Regions from separate parts of the Mus musculus genome. Here all the other regions are linked to region 2. A link is a contact called in public HiCAR-type and HiChIP or PLAC-seq data. All regions are on one chromosome and are shown on one strand. The core of a region is the stretch at or near the end of the contact, and the rest is flanking DNA. Distances in the headings are between cores, read along the strand shown. Region 1 holds the start of Map4k3 (mitogen-activated protein kinase kinase kinase kinase 3). Region 2 holds the start of Eml4 (echinoderm microtubule associated protein like 4). Region 3 holds the start of Tmem178 (transmembrane protein 178). Region 4 holds the start of Sos1 (SOS Ras/Rac guanine nucleotide exchange factor 1).

The links. HiCAR-type assays count read pairs that join an accessible place to other places. HiChIP or PLAC-seq counts read pairs in DNA pulled down with a chosen protein or histone mark.
Region 1: an H3K27ac HiChIP or PLAC-seq map of extraembryonic endoderm stem cells shows a contact between it and region 2, with 12 times the contacts expected there. The contact joins the promoter of Map4k3 here to the promoter of Eml4 in region 2. A contact is called at or near these places in 1 of 39 promoter capture datasets (liver) and 5 of 115 datasets of contacts at active chromatin or transcription factors (astrocytes, embryonic stem cells, extraembryonic endoderm stem cells and 1 more).
Region 3: a contact with region 2 is called in a HiCAR-type map of astrocytes, with 4 times the contacts expected there. The contact joins the promoter of Tmem178 here to the promoter of Eml4 in region 2.
Region 4: a HiCAR-type map of astrocytes shows a contact between it and region 2, with 4 times the contacts expected there. The contact joins the promoter of Sos1 here to the promoter of Eml4 in region 2. A contact is called at or near these places in 1 of 484 Hi-C or Micro-C datasets (embryonic stem cells) and 3 of 115 datasets of contacts at active chromatin or transcription factors (astrocytes, embryonic forebrain and embryonic stem cells).

What each region holds. Positions count from the first base shown.
Region 1 is chr17:80,726,375-80,729,598 of GRCm38.p6, forward strand. Map4k3 (mitogen-activated protein kinase kinase kinase kinase 3) reads right to left here and starts at 1,651. Exons shown (of 34, transcript NM_001290345.1): 1 at 1,420-1,651. The coding sequence starts at 1,515. It also overlaps the pseudogene Gm9959.
Region 2 is chr17:83,349,302-83,352,249 of GRCm38.p6, forward strand. Eml4 (echinoderm microtubule associated protein like 4) reads left to right here and starts at 1,640. Exons shown (of 23, transcript NM_001379374.1): 1 at 1,640-1,938. The coding sequence starts at 1,914.
Region 3 is chr17:80,943,224-80,946,472 of GRCm38.p6, forward strand. It overlaps Tmem178 (transmembrane protein 178), which reads left to right and starts at 1,409. Exons shown (of 4, transcript NM_026516.2): 1 at 1,409-1,865. The coding sequence starts at 1,466.
Region 4 is chr17:80,478,830-80,481,800 of GRCm38.p6, forward strand. It overlaps Sos1 (SOS Ras/Rac guanine nucleotide exchange factor 1), which reads right to left and starts at 1,624. Exons shown (of 22, transcript NM_009231.2): 1 at 1,008-1,624. The coding sequence starts at 1,094.

The DNA of each region.
Region 1 (3,224 bases), core at 401-2,900, 2.6 Mb before region 2:
TGGTGTCTGTGGCCTTCGGATCATGACCCCTCTACGTGGCTTCGTCCCCTCTCACCATTGCCCTGAGCAAGGCCTTATCATCTTCCAGATCTTGGCTAGAAGCTGCCAGACTGGAGGGGGGACAAACCCAGCCCTCTTGTTCTGTGCTAGCAACCTTTGCCAGACCCTTGACGTCCTCTCTACACAGAATACGACTGGAATGAAGTGAAACTCTGCTGTTTAATGCTGTTCTTGTCCAGGAAAAAAAAAAAAAAAGACTTCAAATAAATCTGGGTCCATTCCTGTCTTTAGTTCATCAACACGTGGCTGCTAAGTTATACACTGGAGTTATGCTCCACACACCTTTGTCAACAGAGGAAAGTGTGGTGCTATGTGATCATTCACAAAAGCCAAGCAGATCACTCACAAAAGACCTGAGGTATTGGCTAACTTACCTTATGCGTTCCATTGAGGCAAGAATAAAAAGCCCATTGCTTTAGCGTGGGCAAAAATAAAGTGAAAACTAAACTTTCCAAGTCATACTCTGGGCATCCTCAGGTGTTCTGGAAAACAGGAGCCCAACTTCAGTTACCATGTAAGTAGATAGGCAACTAAATCAAGACTGCTGCCACCTTTGGCACTATCCGCCTCCCTTCTTGGCAGACTCCGCGAGGCCAAGAGTTTTACTGGCCAGGGAAGAACGATTTATCCTCCCACATTTAGAAGCGATCCCTCTGCAACAGAAACGCTGTCCTGCTAAGGAGCTCTGAATTCTAACCTTGTCAAACCAATACTCTTCCTAGATACTCGACTCTCACACACACACAAGAAAGAAAAAGAAAAGGAAAAATATCTGATTCCTATGTGTCACTGACAAAAACAAACCCCATTATCCAATTCTTTTTGGAGGAAAAAAAAAAAACCTCGAAGTTGCTGTCTTGCCTCCAAAAACCCATCTCTTTTTACAAAACATGACTACTTGGAAAATTACAAGGAACTGACAAGCAGATGTTAAGAGGCTAAAGGCTAAAGCACGGGCAGATGTTAAGAGGCTAAAGGCTAAGCTGTCGATGGAGGCTGCCCAGCGTTAGGACAGATCCAGCAGGCCCGGGCGGACAGTAGCTCCCAGCCACCGGGGCCTATGATCCCAGGTCCCGGAGAGGCACGTAGGTTTGTCAAGCGCCAAGCCCCAGCACCGGGGTTCGTCACACAGACCCTGCCCAGGCAACAAGCGCCCAGCCCCGCTCCGCCCTCCCAGGAACGCAGCGGCTCCGGCCGCAGCCCTTCCCGGGACTGCACGCAGGAGAGCCTGGGAGGGTCAGAGACCCGCGCGTCCCGGGCACAGCTCCGGCGAGGACGCCGAGGGCTGAGGTCCCCACGCCTGCCTCTTTGTTCCGTCCCCCGCGGCGCAGGCCCCGGCTCGGCCGCCCCTGCCCTCACCTTGTAGACGTCGCCGTAGGTGCCGCTGCCGATGCGCTGGATCAGCTCGAAGTCCTCCTGCGGGTTCCGGCGGGACAGATCGAAGCCCGGGTTCATGGCGGGCCCCGGGTGCCCCCCACCTCCCTCCCGGCCCGGGGAGGGGGGGCGCTCACGGGGGCCGCACGGAGGGAGCGCCCGCGGCCGGCCCGGCTCCGCCGCCGGTCACAATCGCCCGGCTGCACGCCGCGGCCGCCGCCGACCACGACGAGCCGCCCGGCGTCCCCGCCCCCCGCCGCCGCGCCGAGCCGGGTCACACCCACCAGGAGAGGAGCGCGCCCGCAGCCCCTCGCTCGGGGTGCAGTTCCAACATGGCTTCCGCCCGCCGCTCCGCTCCGCCCGCCCGCACGCCCTCCCTCCGGTTCCCGGCCCCGCTCGCCACTGCGCAGCCGCCATCCCGGAGGCCGCGCGCTCCCGGCGGGCCCTGCGCGCCCCCGGCTCGCGCGCCCGGTCGGGACACGCCGGACGCGCCAGACTCCGGGTAACAAAGTTGGACTCGCTGCTTGTGGTCCCAGCCCCAGCCCCAGCAGGTAGTAGTTGCCACGCACAAGACGGTATTCCCCAACTTTCTAAGAGCAAGTACATCCGAGAGCCCCGACCCTTTCTTCTAGGTTTAGGGGAGGAGGTCCCCATCAGAAAGGTGAGAAAGACCCTCGGGGGACAGTGACACTTGGGCTCTTGGGGTTGGCTTGACAGGGGTGCAGAGAGAACAAGGGGCGGGGAGAAATCCGTGGAGGGAGTGGGCGGGAAGCAGTGCAGAACCAAAGCCGTGATTGACCTCTGTCCAGGGAGAAGGCTGGATTTTTCAAAGCCCGGGGCGGGGACTACGCAAGCTGTCTGACAACCCTGAGACGAGGGTGGTTGCAGAGGGTGTGGCCTGGACAGGGATCTATTCCCACACCTGAAATGTAAACACGTGACCATCCGGAAGCTACGTAGCCGCGACATTACCTGCCCAGAGCTCCACCCAGCATAAGATCCAGATAACCAGCATTACGTCCAGACTGCTAAAAGTTAGCTAAGAAAGGACTTAGGCAGTGGAAGGGTCAATGTTGAGTTCTTAGTAAACTTAACTACTACCCATTTCCAAAAGCTGTAGCGAGGTCCACTCTGGCGCTCTGTTGGATATTTTGCTTTAAAAATGCTTTTCTAATCTCTTTAGGGACCTAAAGACTAATGTGCCTTAATGTCCAATTCCTTCTCAGAAACTTGGTCTCATCAAACCTTAAAACCTTTCTATCATGTTACTTACAGTAAACTTACCTATTGACTAAATTCCCAAATTGTGTGCTCCAAACCATACGTGGAGTCATCCAAGCACTTTAGTTATCCCAAAGCATCAGATTGTGACAGGGTTGCAATTCTGCCCCAGGAGTGCACGTCACAGGATTAATTGAGGATAAACCTTAAGGCTGTGCTATCCTGAGCTCCTCGGGACGAGGCATGGTTTTCCCCGCTTCCTCCCGGTGGAAGGCACTTGCAGGGGCTGAGGAGCAGGCCTGCCTTCTGCCTGTGCTGTGGGCGGAGAACTGTTTGTCTTCTTTAGGCTAAACAGGCAGATAATTCTGGATTCAGATAAGGAAATGGAAGTCTCTCAAAGCAGGACCTGCTCTGCTTGCTTTCTCTGCCCTTTTGTGCTTTAAAAAAAAAAAAAAAAAAAAAAAGCCAAGTTTCCAGGACTGAAAGCCATTCGGCTTGCACCAGAAAGTTCTAATGGTTTCACTGTTTTGTTTGCTGGGATTATCATCTCTGCAGATAACCGAGTGTTT
Region 2 (2,948 bases), core at 390-2,889:
AGGACCTCTCTGTGGAGGCTGGCTGGCCAGGATGCCCTGGCGTTCAGTTTGTCTCTGCCTTCCCAGATCTGGGATTGTAAGTGTACATCAGTACACTTTCCCTGCTTCTGTGGGAAGCACATTACTGACTGTCATCTCTCAGCCTTGCTGTGTCCTGTTTACAACACTGACCTCCTAGGTTTGCTGTGATGTTTCCTTAAGTTTTTAAGTTAGATTTTGTTTGTTGGCTGTTTCCAGAGCTGGGGATCAAACCCAGTGCCTCCTATTTACTAAGCACAATTGGTCACCGAGGTACACTCCCAGGCCCTTAGGAAAGAAGTTTAAAAAGGCATCAAAGGGGAGAGGTATCCTTCAAGGATGTTTAACAATCCTTTCAACCATTTAATTCTGTCAATTCTTTTCATGGCAGTTGTTGTTCCCCATTTCTTCTCTCCTTACTTCAATTTGTTCCTTGTAACCTACAACTCTATTAACAGACATTCTTATTTTTTTCCTAACCCAGCTACTTTAAAAGGTATATCTAATTTAGTCTCTGAGACACCTTACAGTTTTTTGTTACTCTAATCTGCACATCGACCTAGAAGGGACCTAAACTATTCAAATGTCTTTGTAAGGAAAGAGGATAAAATCAGAGGGTTGAGAGCTGGAGAGATATAGCTCAGCGGTTAAGAGCCCTGACTGCTCTTCCAGAGGTCCTGAGTTCAATTCCCCGCAACCACATGGTGACTCACAACCATCTGTAACCGGGTGACAGTGTACCCATATAAATTTAAAAAAAATCTTTAAAAAATAAAATAATAATAATAAAAGATTAGAGGGTTGAAGAAGATGGGATGAGTTTTGGTTGTGCTTGTGCATGCGTGTGCCAGAGGTCAGCCTCAGGTACAGTCTAGCACTTGAATTTGCAAATAAATTAAAGCAAGGCCTAAATTTAGTTAGGTGACTTCATAGATTTGAGCCTAGAACTAAGGTTTATTTAAAAACTAATAGTCTGTGCTATAGTTTCCTGATAGGCTATCCGGTGGCTTTGTGCCCTGATGGGAAGAACAAAAGGAGAGTAAGCCAAGCCAGTCTTTTACGTGCACTTTCCTCATAAGACTTGGGTAAGACGAACTCTTTTCATCCAGCATTAACATTGTTTGCTTGTGCTCTGTCCTAGAACCTGCGGTTGTGGCAGACATGGCCTCAGGCTGGTCAAAAAGTCTTGTCTCTACCTAGAATTCTCACTGACTAGAGGAGAGGGGAACCCCAAGAAGGGGAATCTTTCCTCTCACTCGTTAGCCTCCTCGTTACCTCCCTTCAAAAGAACTCTAGAACTGTGCTCCGCGGGCTTCCCAGAGGGAAAGAATCCCACAGTGCAGGTCAGCTTTCTAGCAGCAGGACACCCACGAGCCCCGTCCACTCAGACCCAGTTTCGGGCTGGAGAATCCTGGTGGCGAAACCGGGCCAGGAACACAAGAGCAGCCAATAGCCTCCTAACTCTCAAGAGTTCTCTGCGGCTGCGGAGGCAGGGCAGAGAGGGAGGGGCGTGTCGCGGGAAGCCCCGCCCCGTTCCGTCACGTGGGGCGGGATCGGAAGCGTGACGGCGTGCGCGGGGGCGGAGCCGTGGCTGCGCGCGGGCGCGGGGGCGGGGCGCGGCGCGGCGCGGCGCGGCGCTCACGGCTGCGGCTTAGGAGAGAGAGAGAGAGAGGGAGAGAGGCCGGGCAGGCGGCGGGCGGCGCGGCTCTCAACCTGATTGACCGACTGACCCTCGGGGCTGACGGGCTGACCGGCGGACGGCGGCGGCGGGAGTCGGAAGCCGCGCCGGGCGACGCTGAGAACCGGCGGGTCAGGTCCCGCGGCCGCCGCACGGTCGGGGCGCTGAATGAAGCGCCCGCCCCGCTGAGCCCCGAGCCCGGCGCGGTCCCCGCAAGATGGACGGTTTCGCCGGCAGCCTCGGTGAGTCCGGCCGCGGGCTCGCGCCCCTCGTACGTAACCCGGGACCCCGGCTTCCTGCGCGCGCGCGCGCCGCGGGCCCTGCTCCCCGGGCTGCCCCTGCGGGTGGCCGCCGCTCCCGGCACATGGTCCCCGCGAGGCTGCAGCCCCGCCGCCGCCTCCGGGACGGGCGGCCCCTCCCCCCATGCAGCCCTCGCCTCCAGACCCTCCCTTCTTCCCAGAGCCCCCTTCAGTGCGGGGGCCCTCCTTCCCCTCAACGACCCTCCAGCCGCTGCTACGTCCCTCCCGGTACACTTAGCACCTTCTTCTGACCCCCCCACCCCGTTAAAGTCAGGGCACCCCTTCATCAAATACAGACTCTCCCTCAGAGTACATCTCTCCACTTAAACGGAATGATAGGCAAGATTGGGGCAGCCTTTCCGGAGGGAGTAGGAATCCCCAGTCCCACTTCTGGATTGGAGTCACCCCTTTCAGTCTTTATATTTGAAGATTTATTAAGTAGCCCTCAGTAACTGACAGCTTCCCTCCACTTCCCTGAACGTTTTGCAGTGGTGGAGAGCATTATCATCTACTCAATACAGGGAAGGAAGAGGCGCATCTGTGTTGGGGGACCCTCTTTAAGAGTGAAAGCAGAAGTATGCTCTCCATGCGTGCTGGAGAGAAGTAATCCTGCCCAATGAACCCATAAGAGGGGGCCTCAATCGGAAAAGAAAGGATTCTCCATTTTTGGAATATGCTGTCTTTGTGGAATGGAGAGAAAGGGATAGGGTATCCTGTTGGCTGAAGTGTTTTCTCAGTGTTCCATTTAACCAGAGTACAGGTGCTAAATGTTGTGACTGACTTGAGGAACAGAACTCCAGGGTAACCAGTACCTGTGTCTGGAATGGCTATTCTTTGAGGCCACTGGAATCCAGTTACTGTAGAGATTTCAGTGTTACGGTGAGAGAAACGATTCTGTTTTTGCTGATACTGCGGTTATGTGATACCAGCGACTGGGTTTGATTTGTATATTT
Region 3 (3,249 bases), core at 159-2,658, 2.4 Mb before region 2:
ATAAGTCCCATTAAAGCACGGAGTAATGACATTTAGCATCTAATGAATGCCTCATAATCTCTTCAGTCATTAATATTTCATAGTGTCAGAGCATAAGGATAGCCGTCCTGGACTGGTACAGCATGGTTTTCTGCCTCTGACATGGCCCCAAGGGTGTAGGTGGGACCAGGGTATGGCACCTTGCCATGCAGAATATACATGCGCATCATTCACTCTGTACTTTGGTCCCAAGGATTCCTCTTTTAGAAAGATCCTGCCTGCCATTTTTAGAGTGAACATCTGTGACTCCAGAAAAGCCCTGGAAAAGCAGAAAGCCTCAGATGTTGACCGGTGTAGAGCACTGGTTTGTTGTTGACCCTCGATGACCACCAGGAAAAAAAAAAACTAGTACAGGAGAAAATCATTACTTTGATTTATCACTGGTGGGCTTGCTTTATTCAAAGGCAATAATCACTTGGCAGAGCAGGTGCCACTGCAAGGCCGTATTGATCCAGGAGACGGTCAGTCACTCAGGCGTAGAGATAGCCCAAGAAAAAGAAGTCCATCTCAGAACAGGCAGGAATGAAGTGGGCGGCTATTATCTCTGACTGTGGTTCTGTGGCTCCAGGGACACTGGGCATCTTCTTGCAGAAGCAGGGCTGGAGCAGAGAGAAGGGTTCCAGGCTGCCAGGAGCCCGAGAGAGGGAAGCAGGGCTATTGAGCTAGCTGCCAAGGTCTCTGAGATTGGATCCTTCGGAAGTCTAGAAAAGAGGCTGGCTGCTCTAGATCAAGAGTCTAAAGAGTCAAAACCACACGCGTTCAAGGATGGGATTTGCTCCTGGGAGCAAAACAGAGACAGTGATCAAAATCAACTTGGACAAGAGACAAAGATCCAGCCTGATGTTGGTGGATGTCTTGTAAGGTCGTGGGAGGGACAGAGGATCGGAGGTGGTGTGTGCAGGGGTAGGTGCAGAGAGGGTTGGAATCCAAGGCAGGTATATAAAGGCAGAAGGAGCCAGGGACACAAAGGCCCTCCCGAGTGGGGAAAGAGCGTCTGGAAGAGTTGAAGAAAAGTAAAGGGAAAGTAGGGACGGGGTTAAGAGGAGAAAGGAGGATAGAGAGCAAAGGGAGGATGGAGAGCAGAGGTGAAGGCAGGGAGAGGGGGCTGGAGAGAGGGGGCTGACCGCGGGAGCTGGAAGCAGGGAGAGGGACGAGGGGCGTGATCGGCCGGGGTAGCGGGTGGGTGGGTTGTGGAGTGCGGGGAGCCGGCTTAGGGGGAGGGCCGCGGGAAAGTGAGAGCGCGGGAGGGCGCGGGGCCGGGCGGGAGGAGGCTCCCGCGGGGGAGAGAGGCGGGCGGGCGGCCGTGGGAGGGAGAGTGCGGGGCAGGTGGCAGGGAGGGAGGGCGCTCGGCGGAGCGCCGAGGCCAAGTGCATTGTGTCTGGCGGCGGCGGCGAGCCCACCGGCGGCGGCTGCTGGCCGGGAAGCCATGGAGCCACGGGCGCTCGTCACGGCGCTAAGCCTCGGCCTCAGCCTTTGCTCCCTGGGGCTGCTCGTCACGGCCATCTTCACCGACCACTGGTACGAGACCGACCCCCGGCGCCACAAGGAGAGCTGCGAGCGCAGCCGCGCGGGCGCCGACCCCCCGGATCAGAAGAACCGCCTGATGCCGCTGTCGCACCTGCCGCTGCGGGACTCGCCTCCCCTGGGGCGCCGGCTGCTCCCCGGCGGCCCCGGGCGCTCAGACCCTGAGTCCTGGCGCTCGCTTCTGGGGCTTGGCGGGTTGGACGCTGAGTGTGGCCGGCCACTGTTCGCCACCTACTCGGGCCTCTGGAGGAAGTGCTACTTTCTGGGCATCGACCGGGACATCGACACCCTCATCCTGAAAGGTGAGCGGCGGGCGCGCCCCGCGTCTCTACGTCCGCGCGCGGAGCTCAGCCCGGGCATCCCAGGGGCGCGCGGGTCCCCGCGGTCGCCTCTCCAGTCGCTGCGCTCCGTTGCCCCGCGCATTTTTCACCCTTCCAGATTGCTTCCCTGCTTTCCTTCCCCAGCTACTCTTCTTTCTCCCTTTCCTTGCTCCTTCATCCTACCCTTCTTTTACCATTTTCCTGGACTCCGTTTTACCCCTCACACTGTCTCTTTATCTTCCCTAAGACTCTCTCCTCTGGTCCTTCTCTGTCTGTGCCTGGCTGACTCGGGGTGTAGATATGGATTTTCTTGACAGTGTTCCCAGGGAGGGTGACAGCCACAAAGACTGATCTTTCTCAACTGGGTTCCTTTCCTCAACTTGCATTTTCCTTTGAGACGTGCCCTTTGGAAGAGACAAGGTGTAAACCTCAGAACAAGGAAAGAGGGCTTTCTCATGGATTGAGCTCGCTGGTATACCATTAAATCGAGGTGGCATTCCAGCCTGGAATGGGGAGCGAAGGTCTGTCCTCCAAACACTCCAAGTTCAGGATCTGTTTGAATTGGACTTCGTATTCCCTAATTCACTAGTAAAGGCAGCTAAAGGGATCTAAGACACCGGCTTTACTCATTATTCAACCTTCCAGATGACCACCCTCCTCAGGGTCTAGGAAGCAGCTGAGGAGAGCCAAGGGCCAAGTCCTTGAAAGTAGACTTGCGCTCAGAGATTCTACCTGCCACGCTCTTATGGTTGTGACACTTTGTAGGTTGTCTTTATTGTTTTGTTATTGGGCTTTGCGTTGGTACAGCATCATTTTGCTCTTCTGGAATCTATGCAACACCTATCTTATGTATGGAATCAGGTAGTTTGAATATTTTCTTTGTAATCCTCTCTTGTGGTGATTCCTTTAACTTCTAAAGATCAAACCTTAGTAGAATTTTTTGTCCCCTGAGAGAAAAACAAATAAATAAACTTCTTTTCCTTGGACTCACTGTTCCCAAAAGGAAGTACGAGGTCAGTCCATTTGAAAATATTTAGAAGCAAGTGAACAGATGTAAATTGAATTACAGCCTGCCATGGAACTACCGAGAAAGGAGGGGGTTAATACTGGCCTTCCCCATCTTGTTCTTTGGCATAGTCTTCATTTCTCAAACATGTCAATTTCCTCCTTCCCATGGCTAGCCCAGCTGGGGACTGCCATCCAAATCTGTCTGTATATGGAAGGACTCCAGCAATTTGGGGGTGGGGTGGGGTGGGGCAATCGGATACAGTAATCTTCCTTTGGGAAGTAAACCTTTTTCTTTTCTGTTCCAACTTGCATCCAAATCTGATTTCTCCTCATGAAGACACTGCATAATTAATCCTGA
Region 4 (2,971 bases), core at 374-2,873, 2.9 Mb before region 2:
AGGGCAGACGAGAAACTGAAAGGTACTGGCCTCTGGGAGTATGAAATACCTTTCAAGACTTTCTGGTAAAATAGAAAGGCTCTGCATAATGGCACAGTAAACGCCAGGTACTCAGTAGTAACAAAACTGCATTTTAGCAAAGATAGCACGAAAATCATCTGAGCAACAAGAAATGGGAGATTAAATTGTAAAACAATTTCTACAGGTAAGGCAAATGAAAACAAAAACCAATCTGGTTGTTTTAAAATCCATTCAAGCACACCTGTTTCAGATGTCTTAGTACAGTATTTACTATGTCACTAAGTGTTGCTGTAGAAGCTGTTAAAATGTAGCAACATTCACGAATAACTTTAACCACTGGCAAACAAAAATCCAAAATGCCTAACCAAAGGACAGACAGTTGCTTTAGAAGCTTTTAAAATGTAGCAACATTTCCAAATAAAAAGATGCAAAACACCAAACCAAATGACGTTCAAAGATTCTCAGACACTTCAAAAGAACCAATCTGAATACAGTGGCATGTGCATCACCGCTGTAATGGGGGAGGGGGTCAAGAAAACGGGGAGTTATGACTGAGGACGAGCACAGCCGAGCAGGCCATGTTCTTGCTGGCAGGCAACCTCGCAATTACTTAGGCAAGCACTGTGGCCAAGGCACTTTCGAGCCAGTGAGAGTACCGGACTCCTAAAACGAGAGGTTGACCGCAGTTCGGAAGATCGAGAAGGTAGGCAATGGCCTTCGTTGACCTCCACGGAAAACCGAGGCTCCTCCAACCCCCGCCTCCGCGCTTGGATGATCCAGACCAACCCTCCCCGACTGTGTGCGGCCTTCCCACGCACCCCGGGCGAGTGTCAACAGCTGGAGCAGCGGACGCGGGGAACCTCGCAGCCCGAGCAGACCTCCCCGAGATCCGAGACCGGGAAGAAAGACGACAGTGGCGCCCCGCCTCCCCACCCTCGCCCAGCCCCGCGCGGACTGCGGCCGGGAAGCGGGTTCCGCGCCCCTACCTTTTTCAGCGCAGGCACCAGCAGCCCCCGCCACTTGGGCGCGTTCTCCTCGCTGAAAAACTCGTAAGGCAGCTGCTGCGCCTGCATGGTGCCCGCGGGGCGCCTCGGGGCGGGCGGAGGGGCGGCGGCTCGCGGCGCGGAGAAGGGCCACAGCCCGTGCACGGCCCGGCCCCCTCGGGGCGCCGCGCGGCCCGGCTAGCGCTGGCGAGGAGTCTGGGGGGCGAGGCCCGCGGCCGGACACCCACCCGACACGCGCGCCGCTCGCCGAGAGCCAACGCAACCCGGCGGCGGCGGCGGCGGCATCCCGCACCACCGCCCCGGGGCAGGCCCCCCGCTCCGCCCCGGGCCGCCCTCCGCCGGGGCTGCGCTCCCCGGCACGGCCTGGCCCGCCGAGAGACGGCGCGTGGATGGACGCTCCGGCCGGTGGCGCCCGCTCGCCAGCGGGGAACTCAAGCGAGAGGCCCAGAACGGGACGAAGCGGGAGCAGGGGTCGGTGGGGAACGGGGAGGGCCCGAGGTCGCTGCCGGGGAATCCGGCCGCTTGGCCGTCGCCGCCGCTGCTGCTACCGCTGCCGCTGCCGCCGCCGGTGTAGCGCCGGAGCTTCCTACTAGCAAACTGAACCTGCTCGCAACTGAGCATGCGCCGCTGGCCCGGGCCGGTTCGCTCCGGGTTTTCCGGCTGCCCGCGGATGAGGAGGGGTGCGCGCCAGAGGCTGGGGAGGGCACTCGCAGAGGCGGGGCTGAAGGACCCTGAAGGCGAACCCGCGACCCGAGAACCTGGGTGTGGGGGCCTGCGAGCAGGCGAAGCGCCCCTTTTGTGTGGTCCCACAGCCCGGGAGCCCATCCAGCTCTAGGAGATCCTAGGCCCTGTGTTTCAGAAAAGGGGTGTGTGTACTTTGTTCCCAGCACGAAGATAAGGAGTGCCCCGAGCATGCACTGTATACTAAACAGATTGCACAAAAGATAGATCCCTCTCACAAAAACAAAACAAAACAAAACAAAAAAAAAAAAAAAACAAAAGGCCCGACTGCTCAGTGTTTGTCTAGTGGGAGGAGAGATTGCCTGTTTCCATCTGCCTTTCCATGCCATGAGGACGTAACGCATACGTGTAGTATTTATTGATCATGTGTCTATTCAAACCCACAAGCTTTTATTTATGGATTTAGTCCATCCTGCTTGGGATCTTTCATAGCTTCAACTGGATAATTAGCTTCTGGAAGGGAGGGATTTCCCCCCAGCCCTCACCTCGCCTTGGTACAGGACCCAGGATAGAGATATGAAAATCACAGAATGCTATAAAAGCAGTATCTATGAATTGTCCGTCCATCCTAAGGATGGACTTGCTTCCTGTAGTGGCACTGTGCAACGCTGTGGCACATGTGCTCTATCATTGAACGCTTTCTTAGTAAAACGTCTTAGTTTTCAGTTTTCATTTCATAGATGAGAAGACAGTTGGAAGAACCATGCTGTTTTGTAGTACAATAAACAAGATCTCACAGATGAAAAATGTTTGAAACCACCATCTTTTAGACTACCTCTTAGGATCTGAATGAAATCTACAAGCCTTTCCTTTTATAATACATGTACAGATTTGCATCTTAAAAAAAAAGAAGTCCCCCTCATTTTGAACGTGTTCAGTAATAGTTTGAAGTCCATCCATTAACCATCAGAGTAGTAAGACAACAGCAGACCTGCTGGTGGGAGGGCTCAGCCAGGAAAGAGCAGGTGCAGCCAAGACTGGGAACCCAAGTTCTGTCTTAGATACCCAAACGCTGGGAGCAGAAAAACTGACTCCCAGAAGTTCGTCTGATCTCTACACATGGCCAATGGCAGGTGCACCACACACAAGATAAATATAATTTTTTAAAGAGAAAGGCAGAGGAATTATAGCTTAGGAAGGACTTAGAAAAGGAATTTCAGAGAACAACTGATATATCAGTTATTTTCAACAACTGGTTTGTGTGG